Regions from separate parts of the Mus musculus genome. Here all the other regions are linked to region 1. Evidence: chromatin contacts called from public HiChIP or PLAC-seq and promoter capture Hi-C data. All regions are on one chromosome and are shown on one strand. Each heading gives the region's core, a stretch centred on a gene start, on an enhancer-like site or on the middle of the called end of the contact. The rest is flanking DNA. Distances are from core to core; before and after follow the strand shown. Region 1 holds the start of Pld6 (phospholipase D family, member 6). Region 2 holds the start of H3f4 (H3.4 histone). Region 3 holds the start of Arf1 (ADP-ribosylation factor 1).

What was found. Promoter capture Hi-C pulls out the DNA fragments that hold promoters and counts their contacts. HiChIP or PLAC-seq counts read pairs in DNA pulled down with a chosen protein or histone mark.
Region 2: a promoter capture Hi-C map of liver shows a contact between it and region 1, with 3 times the contacts expected there. The contact joins the promoter of H3f4 here to the promoter of Pld6 in region 1. A contact is called at or near these places in 2 of 39 promoter capture datasets (liver and pre-B cells).
Region 3: an H3K27ac HiChIP or PLAC-seq map of epiblast stem cells shows a contact between it and region 1, with 3 times the contacts expected there. The contact joins the promoter of Arf1 here to the promoter of Pld6 in region 1. A contact is called at or near these places in 6 of 39 promoter capture datasets (the 3T3-L1 cell line, cranial neural crest, hippocampal neurons and 2 more) and 3 of 115 datasets of contacts at active chromatin or transcription factors (embryonic forebrain, epiblast stem cells and extraembryonic endoderm stem cells).

Annotation. Positions count from the first base shown.
Region 1 is chr11:59,786,235-59,789,355 of GRCm38.p6, forward strand. It overlaps Pld6 (phospholipase D family, member 6), which reads right to left and starts at 1,423. Exons shown (of 2, transcript NM_001290283.1): 1 at 984-1,423. The coding sequence starts at 1,401.
Region 2 is chr11:58,960,023-58,963,143 of GRCm38.p6, forward strand. It overlaps H3f4 (H3.4 histone), which reads left to right and starts at 1,689. Exons shown (of 1, transcript NM_001318003.2): 1 at 1,689-2,251. The coding sequence starts at 1,790. The coding sequence ends at 2,200. It also overlaps a transcript of Trim17 not described here.
Region 3 is chr11:59,226,578-59,229,698 of GRCm38.p6, forward strand. It overlaps Arf1 (ADP-ribosylation factor 1), which reads right to left and starts at 1,690. Exons shown (of 5, transcript NM_007476.3): 1 at 1,596-1,690.

The sequences.
Region 1 (3,121 bases), core at 173-2,672:
CTGTCCACCACCCAAAATGATGACCTGGCTGAAGGTCACTTTGTGACTGCCAGCAAGGGGACAGGGGCAGCTATCAGACTGACAGAGTGCTTCTGTGCTGCCCACGTGAGTGATACACAACAGGTCAGTGCTGCGGTGTTCTTCCTTCCCTATGAGGGATCTGGAAGCAGACCTGGTTTCCAAGGCTACACCATCCCCAGGATGTGGGAAGACAGGCCGTGTGGAGGAAATAAAAAGCCTCGAGAGCCCTACAAAGCCTGGACATCTCCCAAGGGCTCCCCTAGCCTGTCAGCCACTGTGGGCACAACGATTAGGCTAGGCAGGTGTGTGGGAGGGACATGGGGGCACTGACTCCTGCGTAATGAAGGGATCTAGCAGTCAAAGTTTGTGTTCCTCCAGTGCCAACCACTTGAAGGAAAACAAACAAGGGCCACAGGCCTAAGGGAGGATATTGTCACACCTGCTGCTGAGCTGTAGGCGGGCCAGACATACCTATGGGCCCAGAGGTGATCGCTGAGAAGCAAGTATTCGCCACACTGTAGGGTCCACTTTCCAATGATCACAGAGTCTAGTGGGAAACTCACTAATCAACACTGTCACTCCTACTCCCGCTGTGGTCACACAGCCGCTAAGGGTTTCTCAGTGTTGGCTGAGTTTAAACTGACTTAAGTTTTATCCTCCATGCCTTCACTTATGTCAGCCATCTCAGCCTAGAACAATCACAGAAATTAAGTCTAAACACACACGCCTCTAAGGTCAAGGTCAGAGCGTGGAAACTGGTGGGAATTGCCACATACCTTACTCATGGGGAGCCCAGACACGGAATATAACAGACTATGAACCTTGGCTCCTTGGCCCGCTCATCTCTGCCTGCCTGCCTCCACCTTTCTCCCTGAAATGCTACCTGCTCTGGACAAAGTCGGTAGGGGCATCAAGTAAGTCCTCTACCCCTCTGCCGGTGTGCACCCTCGGCGGCGGTTTACCTGCCTTGCGCAGCAGGCCGATCTGAGAGCCGTTGAGGGCCATGTAGTCGCAGTCAGTGATGACCCGCACGCGCACCCCACGCTGATGCAGCAGCTGCACTGCACGCCCCAGCTGCGGGCTGGAGAAGGCGAAGAGGCAGAGCTCCAAGCTGGAGCGGGCGGCCAACAGCGCGCGCAGCAGGCGGCTCAGTGAACTCTCGCTGTGGGGGAGGCTACACGGGCAGCCCGAGGGCCCGGGAGGCAACCCTGGGGCCTGCAGTAAAGCCTCGGTGCAGGTCACCTGTGAGGGGAAGAAGAGCACCTCGCGCCTTGGCCGCCGCCCAGCCAGCAGCCAACGCATCAGCCACGGCAGTGCCTCTAGGGCCAGCGCGAGACCCGCACCAGCCGCGAACACCAACCGCCAACTCGAGCGCCCCATGGCCGCCACCTCTAAGGTCAGCCGTAGCACCAAGCGCTTGCGCGCCCAACACGTGCCAGCCCGCCCCCAACTCCGGGTGTGCCACGCCCCCTTGCGGGGCCCGCCCCCAGCCAGGAGCTAAACTAGCGGTTGCACAGCTTTCCCAAGCTAGCAAAGAGCCCTTGGGGAAGCGCGCTCATTGGTGGACCAGGCTGGCCTTGAACTCAGAGATCTGCCTGCTTCTGCAGAGTGCTGGGATTGAAGGCGAGTACCTTCATTTGACTTCTTTTCCTATGTGTTTCCCATGAATTTCCTTCCCTTACCTGACTGCTCTAGAGTTTCTGCATCGCATTGAAAAGAAATGGGGATAGTGGGATGCCGTCTCCTGATTTTAATGGGATTTGCTTTGGGATTTTCTTCAATTACCATGTTGTTTGTGGATTTGTACGGTCTACAGGAAGGAGTTATGAACGGTACTATAAATATAGCCAATGGATAGGCCAGAGGCCTGCGGGAGAAGAACTTATTTGCTGCCAGTTTCCTAGGCCAAAATCATTTCTGTTTTCTAAAAACTTATATCCACAGATAAGTGCAGCTCTCACCCCTCATCAAAGAACTTCCTTTTCAACAGATGAAGACAATCAGAGTTCCACAACTGATCAGAATGCTGAGAATTCGCAACTGTGGGGATAGATTCCCCGCTTACGAGGTTTGGCAGCAGGTACTTTTGCTCATCCCCAACTGATACACCTGCATTGTAACCCAGACACCTAAGGCTAAGTATAATGGAAGAAGTGATGGAAAGACTATATGAACCAGAGGCTCAGGACACCCAGTGTTAGATAGTGTGCCCTAGACAGGGGAAACACACTCATGAACTTAGGTCCACAGTGGTCCACACTCAGCACCATGTCTTTTGTCCCTAATGATGCAGCAAGTTTTGCTCACTGTGAGATGAATTCAGAGCTGCCTCGGGTTGCGTTCCTACAGCTGAAACAGCAGACAATCAGAAGCTTTGACTGAACATAGGACAGTGACTGAACATAGGAGAATGTCACATGCTGGAAGACAGGAAGACCTCTGACCCAAAACTTAGAAGATACAGACAGACATCACTTTCTTCATCCCTCCAGGACCACCCAGGCCAGCATGGCTTCCTATGCTGAGCTCGATGGGGCACACACACACACCCCTTCCTGTTTTAAGGAGACCCTCTCATACCCATGCTCCCGATACTTTCCTCATCTGCAGAGACTGACCTATTTCCTGACGTTGGGCACCATTAGACAAACCGGTCTTATTCTGTAGCATAGCCTGGTTTAGATGGTCTCAGACTTACAGCAATCTTCTAGCCTTAGCCCTCAAGAACTGGCATTATAAGACTAAGCTGAGTCATCGTGCTCAGCCCTGTTAACAGTGAAGCACATACATAATGCAAGCCATGCTAGATTCTATTGTCCAGTGTCTGAATCCATCTGAGCCTGCAGGTGCACCCTATGATGCCTCCCTCAGCCCCACTGGTACACACGACACACAGTACACACAGTTGCATCTCCTCGATGGAACCGGATTGATTGATAGTATATCTGTCTTAGTGTTTTATCGCTGTGAACAGACACGATGACCAAGGCAACTCTCATAAGGACAACATTTAATTGGGGTTGGCTTACAGGTTCAGAGGTTCAGTCCATTATCATCCAGGCAGAAACATAGCGGCATCCAGGCAGGCATGGTGCAAGAG
Region 2 (3,121 bases), core at 439-2,938, 830 kb before region 1:
GGTGCTGGAGAAGCGACGCGCTTTGCCCTCTCCGGCTCCGGAGCATGGGCATGCTCGGGGGCGTTTTCTGATTGGTCAGTCCAAAAGCTCTGACTGATCCAATTGGCTGTGTGAGGTGCAAGATGGACAGCTCCTTCCTCCCTGGCTCCCTCAGAATTTCAAGCCCTGTGTGTGTCGCCGATGTCTCACAGGGTCGTACATTCCCAGAGGCAAGAGTTTCGGTTCTTTCTGAACGTGAAGCTATTTTCCCTGTCACTGTATCCATAAGCTGGCACTAGAGAGTGGCGCGGGCCGGGACGTCCCGGTTCCTGGGCACCACCAATGGACGACCCACGTCCTCCGGTTGGCGTAGCGCCTACCCGCGACCGCACACCGCAGGCACGGGCTCGGGATTCCCCGCTTTGGCGTTCACCGGCGTCAGTTTAAACTACACATACACGTTTGGAAGCAAAACACCATGATTGTCAGTGAGTTCTATTTTTTAACCAAATCCGTAAAGATGCACCACAGTTTGATTTCTATCCTTTTCTGGACTCACGTTTTTTGAAATTATGTGGACGACATTTCTCATCCTCTGACGTGATCTAAATAATCATTATTACTATTGTTTGATACCCTGATTGTGACCTTTGGGGGAATCCTTGAATACAGCCCATGTTATCCTTGAAAGCCTTTGCTTCAGAAATCCTTTTTTTTTTTTTTTTCCTAATTTTCTTTCAGATCTAAAGATGTTTTATTTTGTTTGATAAAGCGTCATTTCAGTGTACTCTAAGCCTCAAAATTATTATCCTTCTGATTCAGCTACCGAGTACTGAAGTTATAAGCATGGACTACTGTTCTTTGAGTCATATCTTCTAGTTTTTTTTTTTTTTTAATTAACGTACGTTAACTGTGCTTAGTAATGGGTTTCATTTTGATAACTTCACACACACACACACACACACACACACACACACACACACACACACACCAGCTCTCCCCTTTTTTTCCTCTTCCCTCTGGTCCCTTTCTCTCTATAAATACCACCCCGACCCCATTTTTATGCTTTTTTTTTTTTTTTTTTTTTAATCTAGCTTCCACATGCTAGAGAACCCATGCCATGCTTTTCTTCCTGCCTGGATCCAGCTTACTTAACACTGTGATCTTGAGTTCTTTCCATTGTTCCAGCAAACGACACAATTTCTTTTCGTTTTTCTCTTTATTTTTTTCCATCTCTACCCCTCCCTATTTTTAAAAAATAGTGTTAATACTATGTAGCCCTGGCTAACCTCAAACACACAGATATCCACCATCCTTTGCCTCCCGAGTCCTGGAATTAAGCTTAACTGCTGAGCTACCTCCAGCCCTCGCCCCCAGGGGCGTCCTCAGACCAGGTGGATGTTTTTTTAGTATTCCAGAACTCAGGAAAACTATGCCTCGTTGTTATATAAAGGAAGCATGCAGAAAGGTTCTAGAAGGTTCTTTGTGTCTTGGGAGTCGAGGCAAGATTGTTTTGTTTTTTTATTTAACAACAACAATAAAAGCTCCAAGAAAGCGACTTGAGTTTTTTCCACAGACCCCGCTGCCCTCCTACCGAGCCGCAACTAACAGTTCCAGAGTCCACACCACTCAGAGAGAATATAAGAGGCAGGGTGTAAAGTCAATCCCCCAATGGACCAATCAGAGTGCAGCATCCCATAATGCCACCTGGTGGGCAGCCAATAGGAATGTAGCTGGGTCTATAAAAGCAGTGCTACTCGCCCCCCACATTGTGCACCTGAGGAGCAAGGGAGGCGGACGATTCAGGAAGATGGCACGCACCAAGCAGACGGCACGGAAGTCGACGGGAGGCAAGGCTCCGCGCAAGCAGCTAGCCACGAAGGTGGCCCGCAAGAGCGCCCCGGCCACCGGGGGCGTGAAGAAGCCGCACCGCTACCACCCTGGCACGGTGGCGCTGCGCGAGATCCGGCGCTACCAGAAGTCCACCGAGCTGCTGATTCGCAAGTTGCCATTCCAGCGCTTGGTGCGTGAGATCGCCCAGGACTTCAAGACCGACCTGCGCTTCCAGAGCTCCGCGGTGATGGCGCTGCAGGAGGCCTGCGAGTCGTACCTCGTGGGGCTGTTCGAAGACACGAACCTGTGCGCTATCCACGCCAAGCGGGTGACCATCATGCCCAAAGACATCCAGTTGGCTCGGCGCATCCGCGGAGAACGGGCTTAGGCTCCCACAGGCACCGCTCATGAACCCAACGGCTCTTTTCAGAGCCACCCACAGAGTCAGAAAAAGTGTCTGTAACGTAGACTTAGGTGTCCTGTCTCCTCAGGAGGTGAAGACAAGGTGGCCGGCAATCGAAGTGTCTCCCCAGATCAGTCTAGAGGGCTTAGCAGCTAATCCTTGCCCATTGAGCTATTTGACTTGCAGCTCCGTCCTATTCTAACCTGCCTTCCCTTGATAGGTATAGTGGCCTGAGCCCTTGTACTACAAGATGATGGTTGTGTTGCTGACTGGTTTTACCAAGTGAAGGTAGCTCCTACCGGCAGTAAACGTGCTATGTTTGCATAGTTGATAGTATCCAAACGCATCTGCTCAGTAACCAAGTTACTTATGTTTTGTGTTTTAAGGCTCATAATGCCTGGTATTAAAAAGGCTAGCTATTCCTGTACTTGAAAAGTTGGCCTTTCTCCTGATGGAAAGCCCAGTGAACTGCCTTTGATTAAAGTTAATTTTGCCCATCTGTTAACGGCGGCAGCAAAAGAGTCAGGAAAGTGTTAACTTACATATTTCCAGGGGACACATCCAGAGAATCCTGTCTTAAACGATTCCTGTAGGGTACGAAAGTCTAGCTGTTGTCTTGACTCAACCTGAGTTGTAAGCAATAGGAACCTCTCTTATCAAAAGGATGTTTTGCGCTGGAGTTTAATTCTCTGAGCCTTGGTTTTTCATACTGTCCAGTACTGTATGACTTCTGAGCCATACAAAAAGGGTGGTGTTCAGAGATGACCGGCATGGAGACTAACCGGCTTGATCAGAAATCAAACTGGGAGGAACCCGAGATGGTTAACTGAACTGCATTAGTGGAGGGCTGAGGGGAATAGCCTGAATAAGCCTGTGAGGTTAACACAGAAAACTTTACCTCTCCTT
Region 3 (3,121 bases), core at 440-2,939, 560 kb before region 1:
GCAATTCTGTACATCTGCCTCACAAGCAAGAGAACAGTGTGGTGATCCAGTGACTCAGACCCATTTTCAAATCTAAGGATAAGTGAGAGACATTCCAATAAGGGAAACCTTTATGCCACAGAAGACAATGTAGTTCACACATCTGTGACTGGCCCTTACACCACACAACTCTCTGGAGAAACAGAGAAACCAGGTAGTAACACAGTGCATCAAATCTCATAGTTTAGGCTATTTCTGCTAGTGCTGCTAAAAGTTCAAAAGTGAGGACACTATAGTCACCTATGTCAGGCACTGTGGATACTGGCTAAGACAGAGGAGAGACACGAGGCCAGCACACAAAGCACCATGGCACCTCACTAGTCTTCTGACAGACACGGCAGAAACCACCAGAATCAGCCTGCAGGAAAAACTGCTGACCACTAGTTGTGAAACAAGAACTACAACAGAAGACTCCAACATGGGTTGTGGCATCAACTACTGGGCTCTCCAATGACTTCTGGGACCAAGAGCAGCTGACCCTTCCTTTCCTGACAAAGCAGCCAGTTGCTGTTTGAATGGGAGAATTCCTTCTTGATGTGAACAGAATCCCTAGCATTTTGCATTTGTTCTATGTAGCTAGACCATACAACATATGTAGCTACCTACACTACAAACTGACATGGCACGACCACCCTAAATGGACAGCCAGAATTGTGTACTGGACCTGGTCTCTGTACCTGCGGACTGCTCAGAGGCCGGGAACGGGTTATTCCATGGGCAGGTTAAAGATTCTCCAATTCAGAATGGCCTTTCTAATCCACCCAAAAGTGCATAAAGGAGCCGGTCAAGAGGCGAAACAAGGCTCAAACCCCTCCGGGGGCCATCGGCACCCCAATGCAGATCTCACCGACGATATTCGGGGCCCAAATCACGGCTAATTGGGGATCACAGTGGGTATTCTGGTATCCCCCGAGATCCGCAAATGCGCGTGTTAAATCCCAGCACCTGGATCCGCAGTTCGGAGCCCCTGTCCGACACCTGTCCCTTTCCCTTCCCCCTTCCTACAACTTCGGTCCTCCAGGCCGACAGGAACCGGACTCGAGAGACAGAAGAGGAAGACCTCGCCACCCGAGTGACCTTGACGTCGTCTCGGGGCCACCCGAGCCTCAGTTTCCCCAAGCCCGCGGTTCATGCCGTATCTGAAGCGGCCGGCTAGCCTTTAAGAAGGAAAACCCCGTGACCCCCCGAACCCTGCTCCCCGCTCCCAGGCTCTCGGGCCGTGGAGCCTAGGAGAGGCGCAGAGAGGAACAGCAGGAAACCTGGCTTCCTGGAGAAGAGCCGGCGTCCTGGCCGGACTTCCGGGCTGCGGCCCGCGGCGGGCGGCCAGGCAGGCGTAAGGGCCGCGGAGTGGGGGAGGGCCAAGCGGCCGTGGGCGACGCGGGACTCCGGGGCGTCCCGATCCTCTGTCCGGCCTGCCGCCGAGCTCACTGAGCATAGACCTCAGGCCGCCCGACCGGACTCGGTCCTTAGCAGCCGCAGCTGAGCGCCCCCTTGACTCCCACGATGACCAGCCCGCGGCCTCCCCAGTTTCGGCCTCAGCGCGCCCCGCGTCTCACCTCCGCGGCGGCTGCTCCCAGCCAGGCGTTGGTTTCGCTCCCACAAGATGGCGGCGCTGACGGCAGCCACGTCAGCGCCTGCCGCGGGGCACGCCGGGGGAAGAGGGCGGGCACGCAGAGGGCCCCGCCCCCACACGGATGGCGCTTGCGCGTCTGCACTTTGTAGCCTTCACGGGGCGGAGCCGAGGTCGCTCTGTTTCCGGATCGGGTCCCGGGCTAGCACTCTGGCTCCCGGCACTAGAACGAGCAAGGGTGTGGTGTATGGAGTTCCGTGTCCGCCGGCGCGTGCGCACGCGCGCCTTCCTGCGGAATTCCAGCCCATTCCGCGGATGCGGGGGTTGAGGCCAGTAAGCGTTCTAGAGCGCCAAGGTCAGAGTGGGAAGGTCGTGTCAGCCCTAGGAGGTGTAATGTCCTTCTCACAGTACCCCAGGGTCTCTGATATTCCAGCTGGGCCCTGGAATTGAAGAGAATGATGTGACCGACAGATGGCCAAAGTGGGAAGAGGCGCAGGCCAAATGTCAGACAAGCACCATGTCTCCACACTGGTCTTGGACCTGTGTGCACGCTCAGAGCTGACTGAGAGGACCAGACACCTGCATGGGCATAGCACTGCCTGAGAGGCAGTGATGGGGTGGCCTCCTTCAGGGTGCAGGTGAGGAGGAATCCGTTAACTCTCCCCATCGATGCAGGAATCAGGCCCAGGCTCTGTCCTCCCTATCCAGTTCTTCCACCCCGTGTGCTGTTGGGAGAAGTCCCACAGGTAGGAGATGTTGAGGGCCCTGGGAGATTCTTTTGAGCCTGGAGCCCTATCTATTGAGTTAGCAGGAGACAGTTCTGTTACCAGGGCCTGCTTCAGCCACTGTTGTGTCCAGGCACAGGGTACAGGGCATCCTCACTGTGTTTGGGGGTTGAGACCTCCAGAGCTTTCTCCCCAGAGTTGTGGGTGCTGAGCCTGGCAGGATTCGATGCAATAGTCACCTTCTTGACCCTAACACATCCCTTTCCATCGCTCAGGGCTCCATTTTCAAATGCTGCTTCTGTAAACGTCTATGGGGGTGCTTGCCTGTTCTCTCTCACCCTCAACACACAGCAAGTGTTTATACAAAGCCTTGGGTGTCGCTGCCTGCCACCAACCCTGGAGAAATGGCAGGACATCTCCTGAGACCTGTGATTCCAGCCATGCCAGAAGCCTGTCTTAGCCTCATGGATAAGTCGACAAAGAGATGGGGTGTCCAGAAAACCGCAGGCTAATAGTCAAGAACCAAACTCCCTTTCTGTACCTAAAAAGGCTAAAATTATGAAAAAATGGAGACAGGGTGGTAGTCATTCTGTTTATTGTAATGTGACCACTGTACATTGTAGTCCCGCTCAAAACATCACTCTGTACCCCGTAAATAATTATTTGTGTCAGTTAAAATTTTAAACAGCCTTTGTAGATATTTAATATCCACATGTGTAATGGATGATACATTTGAAGTGGATACCTACCTAGGCAGGCTCTTCCTACCTCCCCAGGTCAGCTGAAG